Regions from separate parts of the Capra hircus genome. Here region 1 is linked to region 2. The links are chromatin contacts, called in public Hi-C maps. All regions are on one chromosome and are shown on one strand. Each heading gives the region's core, a stretch centred on a gene start, on an enhancer-like site or on the middle of the called end of the contact. The rest is flanking DNA. Distances are from core to core; before and after follow the strand shown.

Region 1 (5,953 bases), core at 91-2,590, 79 kb after region 2:
AAGACTCATAACTCCCTGATTTGGGTCTGTATTTCAGTTCTGGAAATGCAAAAGCAAATTATTATTCATCATTCAAGTCAAATGATCTCTGTTGGTTATAAATGTCCAAGAATTAAAAAGGAAAAGGAGACGGTAATATAGCACTGGGGGACTTATTCAGATTACCTGTTTTTATGGCCTCTTGCATCCTGGGAGAGACTGAGTTTCAGCAAGTTGACAGGTTCAGTGCCCAGAAGCTGAGTGAGTCACTCCAGACCCCAAGGGACAGAGGAAGGTCTACTGGAGTGGTGCTCCCATCTTGCCCACCTTTCTCCATCCTCAGTGGGTTCAGCGGTGCCGGTCAGAGAGGCAAAGTGGGACCTGGGCTAATGAGGCACACCTGTGTCTGGTTGCCAGGTTTTTTTTTTTTTTTAACCTTGGCCACGCCCCTGAAAAAAGAGACTGTGTTGTGAAAACACCCAGCTTTTTGTCCTTTTCTCTCTCCCTCTGCCCCCTCCAATGAGATGCAGAAATGCAGCTAAAATGATACCCAGAGGTGACTGGGGAGGAACACTGACAAGACGAGTCGACAAAAGGGGCAATACAAGGAATTTGGAACTATAACCTGCGTATCACCCCCTCCTCAAATCATCCCAGTCTTGGCAATAGAGCCTTTGCAAGCACAGGTGGAGTTTATTATAACTTACCCCTGCTGCAAATACTCTGGGTCCCTCCTACCAAACCACTCGCTCTGACCACCGGGGGTCAGCCTAGAGCCAGGAACAGGCAGCGGACACCCCAGAGCCAAGCTCCGTTTGGTCCCCCAGGCCCTGTCCTGCCTGCCCTGGAGCTCACCCAGGCCCAACCCAGTGCATCAGCCTTGGCCTGTGGGATTCCCTTTCCGTTTGTAAGAGGAGCTGCCTGGAGTTGGGACAGGTCACAGGCGGATCATATCATTCCCTCATGTTCACTTAAGTCTGAGAATCACTCTCCTGAAGAATCATGCAGCAGGGGTAGTGGGAGGGTCCGGGTGGGGGGAGCTTATGAAAAGCAGATTCTTGGAGCTGATTCTGGGGTGGAGGGTTGGCCCTGAGAACCTGCAATGGGCCAGCTCTAGTTCTGACGCAGCCTCTGCAGGACCATAGTTTGGCAGTATGCCTGAAGCTGTTGTTCCGACCCAGGCCGTCCTTATATGGAGCCTTTGCCCCCGTATCACATCCAGGACTCCAGGAGGCAGAGGACCGGGCCCACGTCCCCTGCCACCCCGGAGCTGCAGCCATCACACGTGTTGGGCTCTGGCACACCAGCAGTGATGCAGCTACTCCTGGCACAGTAACAAACACCCCAAAGAGGGAGAGAGGAGGCAGGAGAAGAAGGACAACTGGTACTGCCCAGTGCCAGAGGAAGACCGCTGCCAGCCCGCCACACCCTCTCCAGATGCCCTCTGTGTCCCTCATTCCCTCTGACTATTTCTGGGCTCTGGCTTCCTTATTTTATCCTCTTTGACGTGCCTCCCTCCTCCTCGCTGCTCAACAAAAGTGTCCTGGATTTAGAGGCAGCCAAGCTAGAGAGCTCAGGACAATGCTTGTTGACTTTCACTGGTGCTAAGACATAGGCTACAACATGAGCACCCTGATGCACTCATAGCTTTTCAGGGAGGAAGGGAGTGAAAGGCAACGTCACAGACACACTTAGGCTGTAAGATGCAGCACAGACCCAGAGTCAACAAAATGGAGAAAAGCGTCTCTCTTGCTCTCATAATCTAATGCTGCGTTGTTCATTCAACTTGAACTCACGGAGTGCCTGCCTGCTGGGCCAGAACCTGTTCCAGGTGCTGTGGGCGGAGGGTTGAGCGGTGCTGTTGTGGTGGTGTAGAAGGCAGGTAGTCAAATAAGAATAAAAAATGAATTATGGAATCTGAGTTAAAGATAGTGACATTTGTTATTAGAGAACCAATTGGGGTTGTGTGGTAGAGATGTAATGGAGAGGGGCCATTTCTGAGGAAATGGGGTCAATCCTAAAGGAAATCAACCTGAATATTCACTGAGGGACTGATCCTGAAGCTGAAGCTCTGATACTTTGGCCACCTGATCCAAAGAGCCTACTCATTGGAAAAGACCCTGACGCTGGGAAAGATTAAAGGCAGAAGGAGAAGGGGGTGACAGAGGATGAGATGGTTGGATGGCATCATCAACTCAACAGACATGAGTTTGAGCAAGCTCTGGGAGATGGTGAAGGACAGAGAAGCCTGGCGTGCTGCAGTCCACAGTATCCCAAAGAGCCAGACACAACTGAGCAACTGAACAACAACAGCATGGAACTGAGATTGTTACAAGGAGAAAACCCAGAGGAAGAGCTTTCTGGGTGGAGAGGACTTTCATGTGGTTTCTACAAAGCCCGTCTGGCACCTTGGCCCATGGCTGCAGACTTTTCATTCTTTGCTAAGCTCAGCATTTATTGAGCACCTTTTTCTATGCCAGGGGATGCTGGTCCCTCAGGATGCAGTTGTGAGCAAGAAAGACATGGTTTCCACCCTCAAGAAGTTTACAACCAGGTGCAATTTCTAAAGATAAAGTTCAGCTGGCCCTCTATTTCTACACTTACCGTTTATCTTCTTCATCACAAGATATATATTTTAGATTGTGGACTAGGATGGCTTTGACGGGGAGGACTTTATGACCACAAACACTAGGACCCAATGGTAAAACCTTCAAGAGCCTGAATACTGCACCTGGGGGCTCTGAAAAAAAATCCCCACCATTCCCTACCCAATTGTGGCCCTTTGCTCTCAGCGTTCTCCTCATATCATCCCAGACTGTAAGATCTGGGAGAGAAGAGACTGTTCCAAAGACAGCTCACATCCTCTGGAACTGAATTTGGTCCATTCACGTATCATCATCTTTGGTGCCCCCTCCTGGTGCCGAGCAGAAACACAGGCCCTGAGGCCCTCTGGCCGCACTTCTCAGACCTTGGGGGCTGTCACAGGGAAAGAAATATTTGTTTCTGAATCTCTCAGTTGCCTTTCAGAGGTTCTCACTGAAGATGAATGATGGGAATAAAGTTGGAAACAGTGTAAAGGAGAACTTTGCTCCTGCGCGTCCCAGGAAGCAGCTGCTTCTCCTACAGCACAAATTCATACCTGACAGATGCTGCCAAACCCCTGCAAAAAGCTGACATCCCCTCCTGGGTTTCAGAGATTTCCTTTCACATCTGAACTGCTCGTAAGAAAGAAAGCAGAGGAACAACTCAAATACAGTGAGGACTGCCTTGGCCTCATGGGCAGGGCTGGTCTGGAACGAGCTTGCCCCAGGGCTCCCACGACCGGTGAGGGGGATGAGCGTGTGCACCCGCTTCCTGGGCTCTACCCCTGGAGGTTCTGATCAGGTGAGATGTGAGGCCTGGGAATACATGAATCCTTCCACAAGGCTTCTGTGAGTCTTTCTGAAAGTCACTCAGGTTTGTGAACCCTTGAATTAGGGGACAGACTGATCAATAGTCCCCTAGTTAGCTCTCCTTCCATCCTGACATCCTCTGTGTCTCCCGGCTCCCTCAGGGTCAGTCTCCCTCCGCCCCACTCTCTTTAGGCCCCAGGGGCTGAAACCTGAGTCAGCACCAGGCCAGGTGGAGTAATTGACTCGGGCCTGTTCAATGAAGGCGTTTAGTTACCAGACACCCATCTGCTGGCTGTCCTCACCAAGGAAACGGGGGCCAGATCACTTTCACTGGGCATCGGCCCCACAGTTGCCAGCGTGAGTGTGGGAGGAGGGGAGGTCCACCCCGCCTTCTGGTGCCTTCACTGCAAACGATTCCCATGTACCTCCCTCGAGCTCCAGAATAGCCTGCGAGCCTTGTCAAGAAAAGCCCACATCCACAGAACAAGAGCCTCGCTTTCCCTCTCCTCTTCTGCCTCCTGGGCTCGGCACCCATTACTCTCTTCAAATTTACAACCCAGTCCTCAAAATGAAGAGTCCCTGTACTCTTTAGGGTCTCTAGGAACCCAGGGTTCTACACTGGTGACTGAAATTAGTTTTATCGTCTTTAAAAGAATTTAAAAAAATTTTTAAGTAATATACATTTACATAATTTGACAGTAGAATGTACTATTTAAAGCTTCTAATAAACAAAAACCTTTTCTTTCCTTCCCTAAATGCTAAACTAACACTTTCAACTCTTAAGGTGGTTTAAGAAGAAAAGTGTTTACCTTCATATTTCTACATAACATCCTTATAATATGTGTATACTGCTTTTCCAATCAGGAATATTCTGTCAACTTCCTATCATGGAAGATGAGGAGAAAGTGCTTTTACATTCACCCTGTCCCACCACTCTCTCCTCCCTATAGTGACATCATCTGCTGCTGCTGCTGCTAAGTCACTTCAGTCATGTCCGACTCTGCGCGACCCCATGGACGGCAGCCCACCAGGTTCCCCGTCCCTGGGATTCTCCAGGCAAGAACACTGGAGTGGGTTGCCATTTCCTTCTCCAGTGCATGAAAGTGAAAAGTGAAAGTGAAGTCGCTCAGTCGTGTCTGACTCCCAGTGACCCCATGGACGGCAGCCTACCAGGCTCCTCCATCCATAGGATTTTCCAGGCAAGAGTACTGGAGTGGGGTGCCATTGCCTTCTCCGATAGTGACATCATAGTTTTTGTTAAATCAATATTATACAATATTTATTTTATGCTTATGCAAGTGTTGTTGGGCCAATTGTAAAATATTACAATACGTTTGTCTTTCATTGTTTTCTTGGAGTTAATTTTCTTTTTTGTCTGCTCAGTTGTTCTGTATGTAGAGCAATAAAATTTCCCATATTCCTCACAGAACTATAAAGCCCCTCTCAATGTCCTGTTCTCTCTGAGGAGGTGACATTTGAACTGAGTCCTGAATAATGAGGGGGAACCAGCTGCAGGAAGATCTGAGGAAGTGTGTGCTAGGCAGGTGAAATTGCAAAAGCCAAGGCCTTGAGACAGGTGAGAGCCTGGCTTCTTTGAACAAAACAAAGGAAGTCTGAGTGGCTGGAGCATGGCAAGTAAGGGTGGAGTAGTATGTATGAGGTGAGACTAAAGAGACGGTGCAGCAGAGACTTCTACCGTGGTGTTTTATCTTCCAGTTTTTGACTGGGCATGTGGCTGCCCAGGAAAAAGATGACATTTTCTAGTTTTTCTTATAGGTAGATACAGTCATAGTCATATGACTAAGTTCTGACCCATGCATGAAAATGCAAGTGTCATATAGATCTTCAAAGAATCTTCTTAATAAACAGTAGGCATGGACCCCTTGTCCTTTTTGTAACTCTTCTTCCAACTCTGCTGTTTGGAATGCACATAATGACTGGTTCTCTGGCTGCTTGTTTAGGTCACCGGGGTCAGGTCCTAGGGATGGCAGAGTGTGGCCTGGAAGGAGTTTGTGCCCTGAGGACTTCTTGGTTGTTTTTTTTTCTTTGCTGGTCGTTCCTTGTGGCACGCGGGGCCTTTGTTGCAGAGAACAGGCTTCTCTAGTTGTGGTGTGTGGGTACAGCTGCCCTGCTGCACGTGGGATCTTAGGTCCTCAACCAGGGAACCTGCATCCCCGGTATTAGAAGGCAGATTCTTCACCACTGAACCAGGGAAGTCCCTCTGAGGGTTTCTTGAAGCTGAACTGCAGCACCAGCCTTGTTTGGTCTTCCTTCAGACTTATGTATCAGAGATGTAAATTTCTGTCTTATTTAAGCTGTTGATTCTTTGGTTCTCTTGCTCATAGTCCAGACCTAACTCTAACTGATACAGAGAGGAAGCATCCATATCATCTAAGTTTGTATCGGTACTGTGAAGAGATTGGATTTTATTCTAAATGCAGTGGGGAGCCACTGAAGTTTTAAGCAGAAGAGTCATATGACTCAATTTGTATCTTACAAGATTTTATAAGACACAGTGGAGAGAGAGTTGTAGGTGGACAAGAGTGAAAAGGGAAAATAGGTAAAAGGTTGTCAGAAATGTT
Region 2 (5,432 bases), core at 2,068-4,567:
ATTAATGAATTAGAAAATATAATATATACATAAAATGGTATATTATTCAGTCTAAACAAGGCATAAAATTACAATTATATGTCACAATATGGACAAACCTTTAAGACATTTTGGTGAATGAATTAAGCCATCACAAAAGGACAAATACCACATGATTCCACTTATATGAGGTGCCTAGAGTAGTCAGATTCATGAACAGAAGGTAGAATAGTGGTTGCCAGGGGGAGGAGGGAATGGGAAATTACTGTTTAATGCAACAGATTTTCAGTTTGAGAAGATGAAAAAGCTCTGGAGATGAATAGTGGTGATGGTTACAACAATGTCAACATACTTAATGCCACAGAATGGCATACTTAAAAATGGTTAAAATGGGAAATTTTGTTTTATATATATATTTAACTGCAATTAAAAAAATGTCTCCTGGAATCTTTGAGATGGTGGCAAAGATTAAGAATAGACTAACTTTTCCTGATGCAGGAGAAAAAAGGACCTGGGTACCTACTATGTACCTGACAGGCACTCACAAATCATACACAAAAGCAAAAACCAAATAAAACCATAGCACGACAAACAACGATGAAAAAATACCTTGATTATTAACCCTTCTTTACAGTGAAGAAAGCAAGGTTCATAAATTAACGTACAAGGTCAAGGAGCAAGCACTAGTGGTAGTATTCAAAGGCAAATTTGCCTGCCTCTCGAAGCCTGTGTTCTTTTCACTCTACCATGCTGTTTTCTGCTCCCACAGTTGTCTTTGAAGAGGCTTTGTGCTTTGACTATAGAGCTTTTATACTTAAAAGTTGAGCCTGCCTTCTGAAGTACGCTAAAAAAGTCAGTCAACCAAACGCATTCACTAGGAGCCCACCATGAGGCCCAGGACTGGCCAGGAAATAATGGAGTCGTGTTTCCACTCTGCCATTAGCCATATGGCAGGGGAAAAAACACACACACACAATTAAAATTTCAGTGTCGGCTGACTCTAAACACTCTGGACAAAAGCAGTATGTCTTTTTATATTCTGTATGGCCAGAAGAAGTGGAAATGGTCCCATTTTACAGGCTAGGAGTTTCTTCACCTTTTTCCTAAACCTCCTACCATCATAGCTACTGATCTGCTGTTACTCATTCATGTTGCGCTTCAAGCTGGAATTTAACAATCAAGGAAATGCTTTGGGCTACGAAAAAATAGGCATCTCTTGTTCAACGTCTTTTTAAAAGAGAGCAGGGGGTTTCTGGACTCCCCTGTGTCTATGACCCAAGGTTTCATTTTCTTACTCTTTTATGAAACACAGAGAGAAGTAAGGCAGATTGTCTCCACATCCCCACACAAAGCAGGGTGTTGGCATTACCTAGTGAATCCAGACTATAGATGAGTAAGTACCAGAGGGTGAGTCCCATTTTCACTCATATAGCCCAGACTCCCAACTTTCCATTTCATGACAGGCAGCTCGAGCATATAGCTGCAGTTAGGGGCATTCTGGATCCAAGATCCACCCAAGATCTCTTCTTTGGGTAGATGATCTTTACATATTTTACTCCAGGAGACATACAGCAACCAGAGCCATGGAATACGTGGCATGCCTTGTTTTGCCCACAGGTTTGATTAAATTCAACAGATCTGTCAGGGGAGCGCCATGGTTTCAACACCAGTAATACTTTGCCTGTTAGTCATCATAAACAAGCTCGGAAAATTAGACATTTTATTCCTTAAGGACCCCAAAATTCTTATTTCTGAAATGTGCTGTTACCCCACATATTTTGAGAAGCCAAATCAATTTCATAAAGATGACATTAAAAGAAACTTCACAATTGAGAATAATGATAAAAAAAGGAAGCATATACACTCTCCATGGCATATTTAGTATTTAAAATCCACATTTTAAAAATTTATGAGTGTCTAAATAGGACCTTTTTATTATTTTTACTCCACTATAAGCAGTTCTTTCTTTCCTTTGAAAATGTATCTCCTTTCATTCTAAAAATGCAAGATAAAACGTTTTTACCAATGGTCATTTATTGCTTAACCACACTTCTTATTGGAGACAAAGGTTAATTTTTAAAATCAGGCTATGTTGGGATATTAAACTCTTTCTCCTACATACTCTGCGAAAAGAATCTCACAATTTCACTTCTAATCCGTTAGACCTATTTACTGCACTTGTATGTATCATTCACAAATATGAACAAGCCAGGGCCACAGACTCTCAATAAGATGACCCATTGCTCAAGAAAATCAAAGAATAAAAATCACGTTCTGATTTCACTATTTTGTCCATGCACAGCATATGCAGGGAAGGAAACAACTCCGGCAACACTTTAACATGTTGTCCCTCACCGAGGCTAATATGTACCTTGACCTAGAGCTGAATAAAATCTATATAAACATAAAATCCATATATATACTCCTATCTGATTCTAGATAAGTTAAACTCGCCCCACTCCTTTGAGAAAGGATGCAACTTTAGGATAAGACCCACTGGCAACTGATAGCTGTTTCTAAGGTTATCCTGAGAGCAGCTGCAGAGCGCAGAGGGAGGAAGACACCGTTTTTTAAATGGTAAATACTGTCCCTCACATACGCAATTCCAGCCTTTGTTGGTAAATTCTGAGTACAAAAGAATTTACTCTCCCAAAACAAACAAACAACATAAAAAGCCAAATCACAATCCTTATGCTGCAACAGACCACTCCAGTGCTCTGTGTAAGAGAGATAATGCAATTAACATTTTACACCACTTACACCCCTGAAACCGGACTGCGACGCTCAGATGGTCAGCCCACAGCTTCACAGCCCCCATTGATTTCGCCTGGGCTCTGCTTTTCTTACAAGAGAACTCTGCAAACAGCTTCTTAATATTTAGCATGTTTTCCTGATGAGTCACGGAAGCTAAGCACTAATGAGGATTATTTTCTCAAACCTAGGTGTCACAAATTTGGTCCTTCTCAAAAGTCCTCCTAACAGAATCCATCCTGATCATTTCCTCCCATCCCCGAACAATGTGCCTTTCTTCCCTTCGAAATCTGCCCTTAAAACCGCTGGCGGTGGTCATTTTCCCCACTTAACAAGGAGCAACACGAAAAGCATTTCCTTTACCTTGGCTCCCGAGGCTGGTCCGAGGAGAGTGGCTTTCCTCCGCCCTCCGCGCCGCTGAGTGCAGGCGAGCTCCGGCGCAGCCCGCCCAGCCCAGCCCCGCAGTAGTAGGAGCTGCCCACTGAGCGGCAGCCGTTGTGTGTATGTGTAGCAGCAGCGCCTGCAGCCCAGGGACTAGTCCCCACCCAGCTTTGTCTTCAATCATCGGTCTTTCTACAGGAAGCAGCGCATCTCCCACTTCCTCCTCTAGCTTACAGTTAGCTGCTTACTTCTTTCCCTCTCCTTCCATTTCAGGGCTCACTGGAACCCTTTGCCTGTAAATCCTCTTCCCCCTTTTGTTCCAGGTCCCTTTGGCCCTGTCTGCTCCTTCCTCCCCCTCATTCCCTTCTGCTTTCAGCCCCCTTCCACGCACACAGTCTGCTTTCTTAGCTTGAACTTGGTTTGTTGCTGCTGCTGCTGCTGTTGTTTTGAGGGGTCTGCAGCCCCTGACCACATTCTACCCCTGAGATCCAGTGCCAGCCTCCATGGCTTATCCTGATTTACTGGGGTCCCTACCAAGCTAGCGAGCTGGGAGCTTGCAGCTTCTTGCTGAAACACTTCTCTCTGTGGCCAACATTCTCGATGCTTCATTTCTCCAAGGCCCTACTACATTGAGCTTTGGCTTAACCCACGCGCTCAGAAAAGAATGGCCCTAATATATATTTTTGTGGGGCATAGGAGATAAGAAATGCTACCTGTGACCTAGTAGTGAAGACGTATTCCCCGAGAGATTCTCAGTAGTGGGAAGGAACGAGGTGGGGCTGAATGCTGGATCTTCTCCCCCCAGAAACAGAGCCAGAGCCCTCTGACCTACACTAGCAGGACTAAAAGGACCCTCGCCATTCTCTCGGCCTTTCCCTTCACTTTAGGAGGTGGTGGAGTGTTAGCAATAAGGGGAGAGACTGCAGGCAGTCTGCCCACCAGTATCTGAGTCCACACTGTCATTACTGGCTATGAACTTGGGCAAATTATTTAACCTCTACGTGCCTCAATTTCCTCATCTGCAAAAATAGAGGAGATTAAAGTCACACCCCATTTGAGTCCACCTGCTGATGCAGGAGACTCAAGAGATGCAAGTTCAGTCCCTGGGTCAGGAAGATCCCCTGGAGGAGAGCATGGCAACCCACTCCAGTGTTCTTGCCTGGAGGATCCCATGAAGAGAGGAGCCTATCAGGCTACAGTCCATAGAGTTACAAAGAGTTGGGCATGACCAAAACAACAGAGCGCAGGGTCATACCCCATAGCAGAAATTTGAGGATGAAATGAAACGATGCACAACATGATAATAATATTTTCCTAAAACATAAGATACGTTTGACATATCAGAGCTCTTTTTAGAGGATACAAGCTCAGAGATGGTGAGTAACTTTAGCAGTCAGCAGCCAAACCAGGACCACCACTTGGTTTCCTGATTCCCCATGGTTAGTATATTCACCACTAAACCTCATTGCTCTTGGGGCTCTGAATTTATTCATCGTGTGAGTCATTCTTCCTCATTAGGAACACAAGGTGCTTTGGGGGAAGCTACAAATTAAATACAGGCTGAGGGTAGGGGTGGGGGGAATCCTTCTAGTGTCCAGGCAACATTGTTAAGAAACCTCTCCTCAAGAATCAGTGCTTGGAAAGCTGATCTTCCTGGGCAACAGAGTAAATTCTCAACTCTACATTTTAACCCAGCCTTGCCTCACCCCTCTAGCAAGTAAACTAACAAGGAACATTGGAAAACTAGGGCTGATGCAGGATAACTCTATCATCAGGGAAGTCACCAAGTGAGCCTTCCTATCCCATCTGAAGGACCACAGCACATTAGCCTGGAAGATATAGAATTCAATTTCTATGAAGTGTTCTGCGACAGTCCCTGGGATATCCTTTGTTTTGGTTTGATATTCCATGAATAAGAGTTTGCTTATTTCTTCTACCTAGAAATCTTTTATCAAAAAGGACCCTGAAATCAACTCATTATAACGTCAGAAAATTATGAATGGACTGTTTCAAGATTTTAAATGGGGAACTACTTTTGAAGCACCAGTAACCAGAACTGTAGCAGGAGAGGATTTCATTAAATCCCCACAGCCTCCTATAGCCCAGTGATCAGACATGGACTACCTCCAAGTCAGGAATCCTGGTGCCAAAGGTTACTGGAAACTTTTAAATGAAAATTTAAATATATATGATATCAAGTCTAAGAAAAATGAGAAGCACAAGTAAGAATGGTTGGAGAGATTATTGAAACAAATTTTTGGTCAATTTTAAACTAGCAGCGGATGCTGGCATGAACTCTGGATTCAAACAGGCCTCTTTTT

What was found. Hi-C and Micro-C count contacts between places; a contact is called where the count stands out from the background.
Region 1: a Hi-C map of blood shows a contact between it and region 2, with 3 times the contacts expected there. The contact joins the enhancer-like site here to the promoter of GNG2 in region 2. A contact is called at or near these places in 2 of 5 Hi-C or Micro-C datasets (both in blood).

What each region holds. Positions count from the first base shown.
Region 1 is chr10:58,465,466-58,471,418 of ARS1.2, forward strand. No RefSeq gene overlaps it. Among named protein-coding and RNA genes, the nearest start is that of GNG2, 81 kb to the left of the region's middle. Within about 2 kb of position 1,341, at least 3 of the 5 cell types and tissues checked have an H3K27ac peak or open chromatin away from gene starts, as enhancers often do.
Region 2 is chr10:58,384,174-58,389,605 of ARS1.2, forward strand. It overlaps GNG2 (guanine nucleotide-binding protein G(I)/G(S)/G(O) subunit gamma-2), which reads right to left and starts at 3,318. Exons shown (of 3, transcript XM_005685654.3): 1 at 3,094-3,318.